3 separate regions of the Mus musculus genome follow, and all the other regions are linked to region 2. A link is a contact called in public Micro-C data. All regions are on one chromosome and are shown on one strand. Each heading gives the region's core, a stretch centred on a gene start, on an enhancer-like site or on the middle of the called end of the contact. The rest is flanking DNA. Distances are from core to core; before and after follow the strand shown. Region 1 holds the start of Dnal1 (dynein, axonemal, light chain 1). Region 2 holds the start of Dcaf4 (DDB1 and CUL4 associated factor 4). Region 3 holds the start of Acot4 (acyl-CoA thioesterase 4).

What was found. Hi-C and Micro-C count contacts between places; a contact is called where the count stands out from the background.
Region 1: a contact with region 2 is called in a Micro-C map of embryonic stem cells, with 3 times the contacts expected there. The contact joins the promoter of Dnal1 here to the promoter of Dcaf4 in region 2. A contact is called at or near these places in 1 of 484 Hi-C or Micro-C datasets (embryonic stem cells) and 1 of 9 other capture datasets (embryonic stem cells).
Region 3: a contact with region 2 is called in a Micro-C map of the G1E-ER4 cell line. The contact joins the promoter of Acot4 here to the promoter of Dcaf4 in region 2. A contact is called at or near these places in 5 of 39 promoter capture datasets (the HPC-7 cell line, embryonic stem cells, frontonasal cranial neural crest and 2 more), 1 of 484 Hi-C or Micro-C datasets (the G1E-ER4 cell line) and 1 of 9 other capture datasets (adipose tissue).

Annotation. Positions count from the first base shown.
Region 1 is chr12:84,112,416-84,116,587 of GRCm38.p6, forward strand. Dnal1 (dynein, axonemal, light chain 1) reads left to right here and starts at 1,913. Exons shown (of 8, transcript NM_028821.3): 1 at 1,913-1,984. The coding sequence starts at 1,982.
Region 2 is chr12:83,518,025-83,522,048 of GRCm38.p6, forward strand. Dcaf4 (DDB1 and CUL4 associated factor 4) reads left to right here and starts at 2,442. Exons shown (of 14, transcript NM_030246.2): 1 at 2,442-2,593.
Region 3 is chr12:84,036,501-84,040,303 of GRCm38.p6, forward strand. It overlaps Acot4 (acyl-CoA thioesterase 4), which reads left to right and starts at 1,879. Exons shown (of 3, transcript NM_134247.3): 1 at 1,879-2,467. The coding sequence starts at 2,011. All of the region lies in intron 1 of Gm40474 (a long non-coding RNA gene), which reads right to left.

The sequences.
Region 1 (4,172 bases), core at 663-3,162, 590 kb after region 2:
TGAGTTTCATGTGTTTAGGAAATTGTATCTTATATCTTGGGTATCTTAGGTTTTGGGCTAATATCCACTTATCAGTGAGTACATATTGTGTGAGTTCCTTTGTGAATGTGTTACCTCACTCAGGATGATGCCCTCCAGGTCCATCCATTTGGCTAGGAATTTCATAAATTCATTCTTTTTAATAGCTGAGTAGTACTCCATTGTGTAGATGTACCACATTTTCTGTATCCATTCCTCTGTTGAGGGGCATCTGGGTTCCTTCCAGCTTCTGGCTATTATAAATAAGGCTGCTATGAACATAGTGGAGCATGTAAGGGCATGAGTGGTGGATTATGGCCCTCCTTAACCTTAAAGGCCCTGTTTCTAGATACTATGACAGTCACATTAAGAGTTCAGCATATGAATTTTGAGGAGACACAATTCCGTGGTTAACAATCATCATACCTCCCTAATACCGCTTTAAATGTGTGTTTGCACCCTTTCATGTGTACTGTATAGATTTTAAAGAGGGTCCCATCAACTATTTTGCTTGGCAACTTGAATTTCTACTTAAAATACCAATACCTTTTGGTTGGGTAATAGCCTCAGGTCATGAGGCTGTACTGGAAAATAGCCCTTGACCATAAAGAATGTCTTAGCCCCAGCCTGACCTTTCAGATTCACTTGCAGAAACAGTAAGTCCTGGTATAGAAAACACAGCACACGCCCTGCTCCCAGTATAATGGCCAAAAAAAAAAAAAGCTGTAACTTCCTGGTGGCTACCTATATTCTACACATGTCCTTTAATTGAGCTCAACCTTCATCCCAGGCAGAAGTTGGGGTCCTTTTTGGATCCCAAAAAGCATTCTTACCCTGTTGAGATCAAGTCTGTTTACTTCTCTGCCTCGTTTTTTTTTTCTTACACTTTTCATGTGAATAAATGTATTTCTACAATATTTTAATAGAACCACTATTCCATTTGTATGCTTAGTATTACTAACCAATTCTCTTTTGTTGACATTTGTGTTTTCTTTTTCCTATAAAAGCTTTAAACGTGTGTGCTGAGGGAGGCTCCATATGTACTTCATATGTTGACTGTTCCTCGGGATGAAGGCTGAGAACTTCTGGCTTGGTCACAAAGATGCAGAAGTTTTAACTGTTCTTAAATTCGTATCGCCAACAGCCTTCCAAGACAGACCATCAATTGCTCAAAGCAGTTTATTTGTGAAGCTCTATTCTCCATGTCCCTAGCAACTCTATTTAAAAACATACATCTAATACACACACACACACACACACACACACACACACACACACACACACACAACACTCCGGAGGCAGAGACATCCAGAGTTCCAGGACAGCCAGGGCTACATAGGAAACCTCGTCTTAGAAAAAAACAAACAAACAAAAAAATGTGACTGGTTTTTTTTTTTTTTTTTTTTTTTTTTTAATCTGACTTCTTAGGGAAGGAAAAAAATATCTTGGTTGCAAAATAATCAACACTTTGTAATACTTTAAGCGTGTTTCGGGCACCTGAGTTCTCCTTGGAGGCTCTAGAATAAGGAAATGAGAAGTTCCTAGTTTAATTCTGGATATACTGAGCAAGACCGTCTGCCTAAATTACCTTTCTCGTCATTTTTCCAGGGAAGGACTTTTTAAAAAAGTTCTTTTATATCAGAAATGCAAATGTTATCAGGAGGTCTGAAAGTTGCGAGTTTAAGGCAATATTGGCTTTGGGAAAGTACATCAACTACTTGCGTGGGTAGTTGAGGGCTCATCTTCACCTCTGCACCAGCTCAGCAGAGAGGTTGGAGGACCGGGGGGGGGGGGGGGGGGGGGGGGGGCGCCAGCCGTCCCACAATGCTCCGCTAGCGCCACCCAAAAGGCGGAGAGAAAGGACCGCTGCCAGTGCAGGCAAGAGGATTGCTCCAGAGGCGCGCCTGCGCACTGACCCCGGCGGGCCCTAGCAACCAGAGCAGTGACGGTAGCAACCGCCGGAATGGTGAGTACCCTCCAGGCCTCGCAGCCAAACCCGAAAGGAGATTAAGAGTGGAAAAAGGGGTTGCTGTGGGGTGCGGAGGGTGGTGGGGTCCTGGCACCGCGGGTAGGGGGAGGAAGGCAATGCTGGCTTCCCAGAGCCGCAGGCCCAAGGCCGGAGCTGCCGGGGCGGGGGCGGGGGGTGGTCTGCGGAGAGGGAGGCCGGAGGCTGACAGGAAGTTAGGTTAAAGCTGGAGGGACTCTGACAGAAGACAAGGCAAGACAGCTGGGAATTCTCGGGAGAGTGGATTGGAAGGGGAAAGGTGATAGGATGGGCGCTGTGATAAAGAGATCTCTTTGTATAACCGTGATTTTAACTCTCCTCCCCCTCTGGTGGGATGGAGGGGTCGGGGCTGGTTACAGAGATCTCCAGCTGCAGCCGAGTTAGCTGTGCCCAGTTGTCCTCGGAGAGAAAGTGAGTCCTGCTCTTAGGAGACCCTGTTCAAACTCTCTCTCTGATGGATTTATCAGGCCAGTGTCCCTCCAGTTCCAACATGACTAAATATGAGCTTCATTGGATTGCAGATTTTTTGTTGTTGTTGTTGTTGTTTATAATACGACAGGGGGTTCCGGAATGTGTGGTTTCAACCATGCACCCCAAATAACTCTGAAATTGGGGAGCATCTCGCCACACTTTGAGAAACGCTGCTGGCTTAGGTTTGTTGTCTACCAGCAAGCAGTCTTCACAGAGTTGTCATGAAACAACAGTTTTAACTAATGATGCTTGTCGCCATGGAAAACGTACCTCTTTTGCTTACATACTTGATATTTCAAGCTATACGTTTGAACACGATTTCAGATCCAACCCAGCCAGAATTATTTAGCGAAGTATAAGGTTGACTTGCTGACTGGAGATGTTGAATATTTGGGGTCACTTGTTGAGTGGTTTGCCTAGCATGCATGGAGCTATAGATTCAATCCCGAGCACCACGTATGTATCTAGCAGAGTGGTACATACCTTCTTATCCCAAGTACTCAGAAGGTGGAGGCAGGAGGATCCGAAGTTCAAGGTCATTCTCTGTGTGAGATGAATAAGACACTGTCTCAGGGTGTGTGTTTGGGAGGGGGATAGGCGTGTAACTCAGTACTGAAACTAGTAAAGCACTTTGCTAGCATGTAGGAGACCCTAGATTGGATTGACAACAATGCACAAGAAAAGAAAATCAGAAACAAAAAACTGTGTAATTAGTAATTATGAGAGTGTGTGCCTCTGTGTGTGTGTGTGAGTGTGTGTGTGTGTGTGTGTGTGTGTGTGTGTGTGTGTTTCCAGTGCTATATCAATGCACAGAAATTAAGCCTAAGGTGTTAGGATAATGAAGAAGTCATGTTCCCTCATACTGACTGCATAATGGTAGTCTGGTTCCTTCAGAAATACAGGTCCACGTATTACTTGAATATTTTTTTTTAAAGTATGGGCCACCATACCTGGCCATTTATTTTTAGACTTGTTATTCCACTATGTGTACGGGAACCTGTGGAGTCCCTCTCCTCCTGGAGCTGGAGTTACAGGAGGTTGTGAGTCAGCCAGGGTAGGTGCTGGGAATTGAACTCTGGTCCTCTGCAATATAGCCATAAGTAGTCTCAACTGCTGAGGTGTATCCAGCCCCTGGATTTTTTTTTTTTTTGAAAAAGTAGCTTCCAAAGTCTTGTTTATGATAGTTTCCTAGAAAAAAAAAAAGGTGTTTTAGATTCAAACTGCAGTTTCTGAGTCTGGAGACATGACTAAGAGAAGAAAATAAAGGCATTTGGCTGCCAAGTCTGATGGCCTGAGTTTGATCCCTGGGTCCCACGTAGATAATTGATGGCATCTTTCATTTTCTGTTTTTGAAGACAGGGTCTCTCTGTGTAGCTTAAGCTTGCATTGAATTTGTTATGAATCCTTTGCCAGCCTAAGATCCTACGATCACAGGCATATGATACCATGCTTGGCAACTCTTCTTTCTTTAAGATTTATTTATTTATTTTTATGTATATGAGTACACTGTAGCTGTACAGATGGTTGTGAGCCATCATGTGGTTGCTGGGAATTGAACTCAGGACCTCTGCTCTCTCCAGCTCCGCCAGCTCAGGCCCAAAGATTCATTCACTATTACATATAAGTACACTGTAGCTGTCTTCAGACACACAAGAAGAGGGCATCAGATCTCATTACA
Region 2 (4,024 bases), core at 1,192-3,691:
ATTAAACTGCTTCCATGTTGGAACATGGAACTGAGGGTAACCTAAATCTGTGTTCCTGGGCCACGGTCTTTCACAATGGCTCCTGAATAAACTATAAATGATTCCTCTAACTCTTGTTCCCTTTAAGATAACAGCTGTGGGGCTGGAGAGATGGCTCAGCAGTTAAGAGCACTGACTGCTCTTCCGAAGGTCCTGAGTTCAAATCCCAGCAGCCACATGGTGGCTCACAATCATCCGTAATGAGATCTGGTGCCCTCTTCTGGAGTGTCTGAAGACAGCTACAGTGTACTCACATGTAATAAATAAATAAATTATTTTAAAAAAGATAACAGCTGTGGTCTTTGCTATAGACTCATCCTCTTCCTCTCTCTCTCTCTCCCTGCCTGACCTGTAAGGTGGTCTGACAAGTTCTTGAGAGTCCCCTCTAGCTGGTGCCTGCTCTTTCTCCCTGCATGAGATTCCTAAGGGGAAATTCTCATTTCTTTGGGATCCATTGTTTCAACAGTTTGATAGGAGAGACACAAGTTTCTCTAAAGAGAAACTTTATTTTCATTTCTGCCTGACCTGTCATACTTTGAGCTGCCATGTGGGTCCTGAGACTTCAGTCATCTGGAAGAGTAGCCAGTGCTCTTAAATACTGAGCCAACTCTCCAAGACCTGGATGCAAGCTTTGGTTTTCGTTTTTGTTTTGGTTTATTTATTTATTTATTTATTTTTGGAGACAGGGTTTCTCTGTACAGCCCTATAGCCCTGGCTGTCCTGGAACTCACTTTGTAGACCAGGCTGGCCTTGAACTCAGAAATCCACCTGCCTCTGCCTTCCAAGTGCTGTTTTGTTTTTCATTTTATTTTGAATTGGTGGTGGTGGTGGTGGTGGTGGTGTGTGTGTGTGGCTTCCTTTCACCTCTGGATATTATACACTATCTAGACACCGAGTTAAATTTGTAACTCTGGCTGCTTAGTCACTGGAAGCCATAAGCCAAGCACCTGATTTGGGGTCATACATAGCCTTTACTCTTCAGGACTTCCTTTTTCAGCATTACTTTCTACCCTCACTTTACCTGAGAGAAAACAGAGTCGGGCCATGCCGCTTGACTTGCTTCTGACCATGGTTCCTTTGTGAAGTGAGTGTATATTACAGGTTTCCAAGGCAAAACTGGTGTCCACCCAGTTCCCATGGTGGGAATTCAGTGAATCCTGTCAATGGGGTCAGTCAGCTGCCTGTTTGCCAATCCTTCACAAGCCTCCCATGGCCGCCTCCTCCTCCCCCCTCCTCCTCAGTCCTCCAGGGTCCTCAAGGCTTCAGTTTACAAATCCTGCCTTCCTCCTCCCAGAATTCAGGTCAGAGATTCTCCTATTGTTATGTCTCCCATCTGCCCACAGCTTTACCCAACAAGGCTCCAGTCTCTGAGGTCCCATGGTTTTCCATGCCTCTGAGGCTGTTCTCCAGCCTCAACCACTTTGCTAAAGATTCCAAGGTCCTCACAGCCAGTCCAACCAGTAGCTGAAACAGGCTTCCAGCCACATCTTCTTTGAAGTCTGCTTTGTCCTTTTCTGGCAGTTCAAGCTCCGGGAAGCAGTAGTGCTCACTTCTCTCGTTTCCCTCAGAACCTAGCACTCTGCATATCCCTGCACACGTCTGTAAACTTGCTACAGGCTGAAGTGTTTTCATAGGCCCACATCTATGATCACTAATAGCTAGCTTCTAGCGGTCCAGCATCAGGAGCCTGGGCGAGCACCGCACACAATGAATCTCAGGAAGGGATTCTGTTCTCCAAATGCAATTAAGATCAAGGCTGTTGGTGGTCCCCACTTAGCCTGACCTATTTGAACCCATTCTGCTCTCACTACTATCACTTCTGACCTGTTACAAACTCCGTCTTCTTTGCAGTGGTACTCTGGGGTGGTTTTCTGACCAAGGCACACGTGTACCATTCTAGAAATATTACCTGTACAAACTTTGGGCTGGAGATCATTGACAATATTTGTTCAACTTTCTTGTTACAGTGGAAGAAATTAAGGCCCAGAGAAGTGATAAGCACACCTTAGGTCACATAGCAAGGAGGAAACAACCTGACCTAGATTCAAGGAGCCTCCCGGCACCGGCAACTGCGTCCCAAAGTCTTTTTCGCTTTCCTCCTCAGAGTCTCCTTTGCTCTTTCCACAAAACAATCATCTTCCCTCTCTCACATATCAGTGTTAACTCGGGCCTGTGTACCAGCTCCAAGCCGAGAGAAATTTCTCGGGATATGATCCGCAGTAAGAAGGAAGACTCACTGTCAAGAGAGTACCAGGGACTCTGAGGAGGCGGTAGCAATCTCTAGCCCCGCCCCAAAGCGCATCAGACCCCGCCCCTAAGCGTGCCAAGCCCGGGCACGCTCGACCAGGACAAGGCGGAAATCCTAAGTCCCGCCCTCCGTAAAGACCGCCCCTACTGACATGGACAGGCAGAAGCCTAATTCAATGAGAAGAAAGAACCGGCCGCTTTAGTCCTATGGGGTGCGACAACACAACATGAGGGTCTTTCCGGATCTTTGCACGCCCCTGGGTGCTCCAGCCCAGAAGTGTCGTAGCTGAGAGGACCATCTGTGCAGGTAAGGCTGTTCCCATGCGTGGCGTGCATCTGGGCGCCGACGGAGGGTGCCGCTGTACCCACGCAGAGGACAGAGAAGGCAAGGCTGAAGGCAGGAGGAGTGAGCGTGCCATACAAGGCCGGAGTGGGCGTGGGCCAGGACCTGGCGAGTCCTGCGGCGTCCCCAGGATCCCCTTGCAGAGTCCAGCCTGCAGTAGACCTCTGCCTCTGTTGAAATTTGGGCTGTGAAGAAACACGAGGCCAGGAGGCCAATAGTACTTTATGGTATAAATTTTGGAAGTTTATGTTTTTGGTTTTTTTGTTTTTTGGTTTTTCGAGGCAGGGTTTCTCTGTGTAGCCGTGGCTGTCCTGGAACTCACTCTGTAGACCAGGCTGCTGGCCTTGAACTCAGAAATCCGCCTTCTGCCTCCCAAGTGCTGGGATTTTGCTTTTTTTTTTTTTAAAGGCTTCTTTTATGTATGTGGATATTTGGCGTGCATACATGAGTGTACTTCGAACAAGCCTGGTGTTCAGGGAGGCCAGAAGAGATCAGTGAGATCTCCTCCAGCTGGATGATCGTGAGCCGCCCTGCGGGGTGCTAGGATTTGAACCTGGGTCCTCAGCTTTCTTAACCACTAAGACATCTACACACACACACCTTTTAAAAGAGCTTTTATTTTTAATTGTGTATGTGGGTGTGTGTGCTTACATGTGTCTGTGGAAGATCCAAGAGACCCAAATGTGTCAAACTCCTGAAACTGTAATTTGAGACGTTGTGAGCTCCTGAACTCTGAAGAACAGCAAGTGCTCTTAACTGCTGAGCTATCTCTCCAACCCTAGCGGTATCTTTATAAGACACAGAAAGAGAGGTTACGTGGTGGCTTGCCTGAGGTTGTGTGCAGGCTGGTATTTGGAAAAGTTAGGAAGCCCAGATGTGGACCAGCCTCCATTCCCTGCCACAGTAAGATGGGTGTTAGTGAGAAACGAAGCCTTTCCACACCAGTTCTAGTGACTTTGGGGAGCGCCACAACTCCCTCCACCTTGGATGACCAGACACAGCCTTGTGTGTGGAGCAAGGCAGTAAGAAGAAAAACATAAAACAAAACAACTAACAACTCCAAGTCAGCTACTCGGAGAAGACAAAAATCCCACGACCTGGAAATCCAGTTGTCGATAACAGTGGAAAGTAATCGAGGTGGTGTCTTTTGGCTGATGGAGCCTACAAGTGCAGGATGCTCCTGTATCTCTAATGCGACTTTGTTAGTCAGGTATTGTTAGTTCTATAAGCCTCGGTTTCCATGCTGTGTAGTAGGGTTAGCTTATTATGGTTGTGTATTTGTGTGTATGTATAATGTATGTGTGTAAGTGAAGGTTAGGGGGCAACTTTGTGGAGTTGGGTCTCCTGTGGATTTTTATTTTTTCAGTTTTTTTTAAAAAGATTTATTTATTTATT
Region 3 (3,803 bases), core at 629-3,128, 520 kb after region 2:
TATCAAAAGATGGCCTAGTCGGCCATCACTGGAAAGAGAGGCCCATTGGACAGGTAAACTTTATATGCCCCAGTACAGGGGAACGCCAGGGCCAAAAAGGTGGGAATGGGTGGGTAGGGGAGTGTGGGGGACTTTTGGGATAGCATTGGAAATGTAATTGAGGAAAATACGTAATAAAAAAATATTTTAAAAAAGTTTTAATTTTAAGCTTAAAAAATAGCTAAGATATTAGATTATGAAGTTTTATGAAAATTATAGCTACCATTTATGTGATATTTACTCTATTCCTGGTACATCCAGTTCTCAAAACACTATGATGTAACTACTGCTATATCTAATATACAAGGAAGCTGTAGGGAAGAAAACCTGACTTGAAAGCATGTAACTGTTCCACAGAAAAATTCTTCTTGTCCCGATTCTGGGCTGTGGACATATAACAATAAAGTGAAATCAGCACCTCTCCTTTTGAAAAAATTGTCATTTAAACATCATGTTAAAATTGCTGATAACAACCTTCTTAGCAATATAATTCACAAAGTCCCTGCTCATATTTTACTTTACGTTGACCAAGGGACAGAACATCGCCTCAGTTGGCAGTCAGGGCCTTCCTCACCTTTGCACTCTTCCTTCTGGAAGGTTCAGTTTGAACGCCTGCCTTATGTGTATCTAGTGGCATGCCAACAGCATCCTAAACCCCAGCCAGATGGCTCCACAAGCACTCATATATCTGCATCTTAGGCTGCACCATTTCTAAAAAAGATTTATTTTATGTATGTGAGTACACTGTAGCTGTACAGATGGTTGTGAGCCTTCATGTGGTTGTTGGGAATTGAATTTAAAGACCTCTGCTCGCTCTGGACAACTATACTCACTCAGTCCCTGCTCACTCTGAACGAAAGATTTATTTATTATTATACGTAAGTACACTGTAGCTGTCTTCAAACGCAGCAGAAGAGGGCATCGGTTCTCATTACGGATGGTTGCGAGCCACCATGTGGTTGCTGGGATTTGAACTCAGGACTTTCAGAAGAGCAGTCAGTGCTCTTACCTGCTGAGCCACTCCCTGCACCATTTTATCAGCCCATTGGACAACACTGGACCTTGGATGAAGCCAACTTCTCAGAGAACTTTCTATGGCACCCTTGACACCTGCTCGGCCCCTAGAACGTTCAAGCCGCCCTTAATAGCACCCCTAGTAAAACGGGGTCGAGCAACCACCTCTGTGGCCTCTTCATCCTGTACCAGAGAGCCATTTGCATCTCATTGAATCTGGGCTTTGGGGCCAGGAGAGGATGTTGCCCACTAATTAATCTTGGCTGTCAATTTAACCACATCTGGAGTCAACTAAACCCCAAGCAGCTGGGATTGCCTGTGAAGGATTTTTCTTGGTTGGATTATTTTGAGGTGGGAGACTCACCCTAAGTCCAGATCATTTGGCCCTAAATCCAGATCATTTGGCCCTAAATCTGGGCCACACAAAAGGACACGGGAGAAGGGACGTCTTCGTGTCTCTGTCTGCGCATGTCTCCATCCTGTTCGCTATGTTCATATTTAGAGAACCCTAACTTAACACAGTTGCCTTTCTCAATTTAACTGTGCATTCTAGTTTCTGTGCTGGGAGCTGTAGCATCCAGGGAAGTTTTTGTAAGCTGAGTATCTTAAGACTAAAGTGGTATAAAGTTGTAATTTATTACAAAGTTCTTGCTCTTGGTTCCGTTTTGTATTTTTATAAAGCTGCTGAATCCACGGAAGGATCGTACTTTGCCTTGATTCATTCACTTGGTGTGTCATCACCAATCACTTTCACAACACCACGTGGGAGTGGCGAGAAGCAGAATCCTATAACCTGGCTCAGCCCCGAAGCATGACCTTTGGCCGGTCTGTGCCCAAATTGCTGACAGATCATGGTTCCTCTCTTGTCTGGGTCCTAGAGACGCACTAGGTCGGCTCCACAGCAGGCCAGGCTCCGCTCCGGACTCGCGTGGCGCTCCCCGAGGCCTCCAGCTCCTAATGGCAGCGACACTGAGCGTGGAGCCCACGGGCCGCAGCTGCTGGGACGAGCCGCTGAGCATCGCCGTGCGCGGCCTGGCCCCCGAGCAGCCCGTCACGCTGCGCTCTGTCCTGCGCGACGAGAAGGGCGCGCTCTTCCGAGCCCACGCGCGCTACCGCGCGGACTCCCACGGCGAGCTGGACCTGGCGCGCGTGCCCGCGCTGGGCGGCAGCTTCTCGGGGCTCGAGCCCATGGGGCTGCTCTGGGCCATGGAGCCCGATCGGCCTTTCTGGCGCCTGATCAAGCGCGACGTGCAGACGCCCTTCTTGGTGGAGCTGGAGGTGCTGGACGGACACGAGCCCGATGGCGGGCGGCGGCTGGCGCGGACGGTGCACGAGCGTCACTTCATGGCTCCCGGGGTGCGGCGCGTGCCCGTGCGCGAGGGCCGGGTGCGCGCCACGCTCTTCCTGCCCCCAGGTGAGTTGGGTGGTTGAGAGGTGGGAGCGCGCCAAGGGCTGAGTCTAGGGGTGGGGTTAGGGTTTCCTAGGAAGGTGCTATTGGCCATTTCAGTGGTCACTCAAACAGGTTGGGGGATTTTCATACATTAGCAAGTGCCCTTTGCTTGCATTATCTCATTTAATCTCTGTCTATCCCCAAAAGATAGTGTTATCCAGCTGATGAAAAACACAACTGAACTTTGTTGCAATACGAGGTTAGGAAAAATGAGACAGAGGAAACTGCCACATTGTCCTTGACACACGCAGCCCCTTCTCCCCACTCCACCCCCACCCCTAGTCAGTACATACAAACACACACACACACATACACACACACACACAACCTCAAGGGTTAAAGCCATAGTACATCCAGATTAGCATAAATTGGCTTTGTTCTTATTGTTTTTGAATTTAACCTTATGGGGGCTTAGTGGTTAAGAGCACTCACAAGCGTTCTGCCATTAACTTTGGAAAAGTAAAACCCAATTTTAAAACAATTTATTACTTATAGAATTAATATTAGAAGCATTACCATCATATTACAAAGTTTGGCTGCCAATTAATACCTATGAATACATGCAAGCTTTAATGTTTTATTAAAGAGACATTACTTAAAATTTTATCTTTAATTCTACTTTCTAGGATAAGAATCACATTAATTATTATCTCAACTAGAAGTATCTTTAGAGACCCAGCCTCTTGGCCTGCCTTATGCCACGTGTTGGAAGGACTTTAAACTTGAGTTATCAATTTTAAGGCTAACCATCTGTTACCAATGTAACAACTATTAATCTTAACTAATAACTTATGAGCTGATTGTGAAAACACTCAGAGCATATTACCAATTAAAAAAAAAAAAAAACAAAGGAAGCAGTTACATTTAGACCAATCAGAGAACATTAATTTTTCTAGCTATAATCATAGAATAAAAAGTACTTTATCATTTGCCAAACACATTAATCACGAATGTAGAGAACCCTCTAAGAAAAAAAAAAAGTTTATCAGCTTTTTTACCCCAAAACTAAGAGGCTGTAGACTCTCCTTTTTTCCTATAAGGAACAGCTTTTCCAGCAGGGGCCCTCTTGCCGTGTGCCTGTTTCCTGGTTGAAGCATGTGGCCGCTCTCGGCTTTGCAGATAAAGTTTTTTTTTTTTTAGCCATCTTTATTATCCAACATAAAACATAGAACATTCATTCATTCAGACTGGACACGAACATACATGAAATTGAACAAATGAACAGATTGGTGCACCAGACATTAGACAAAGACACAAAAGGGGCAGAGTACTTCTGCTGTAAAGCCCAGAGAGAACAAAG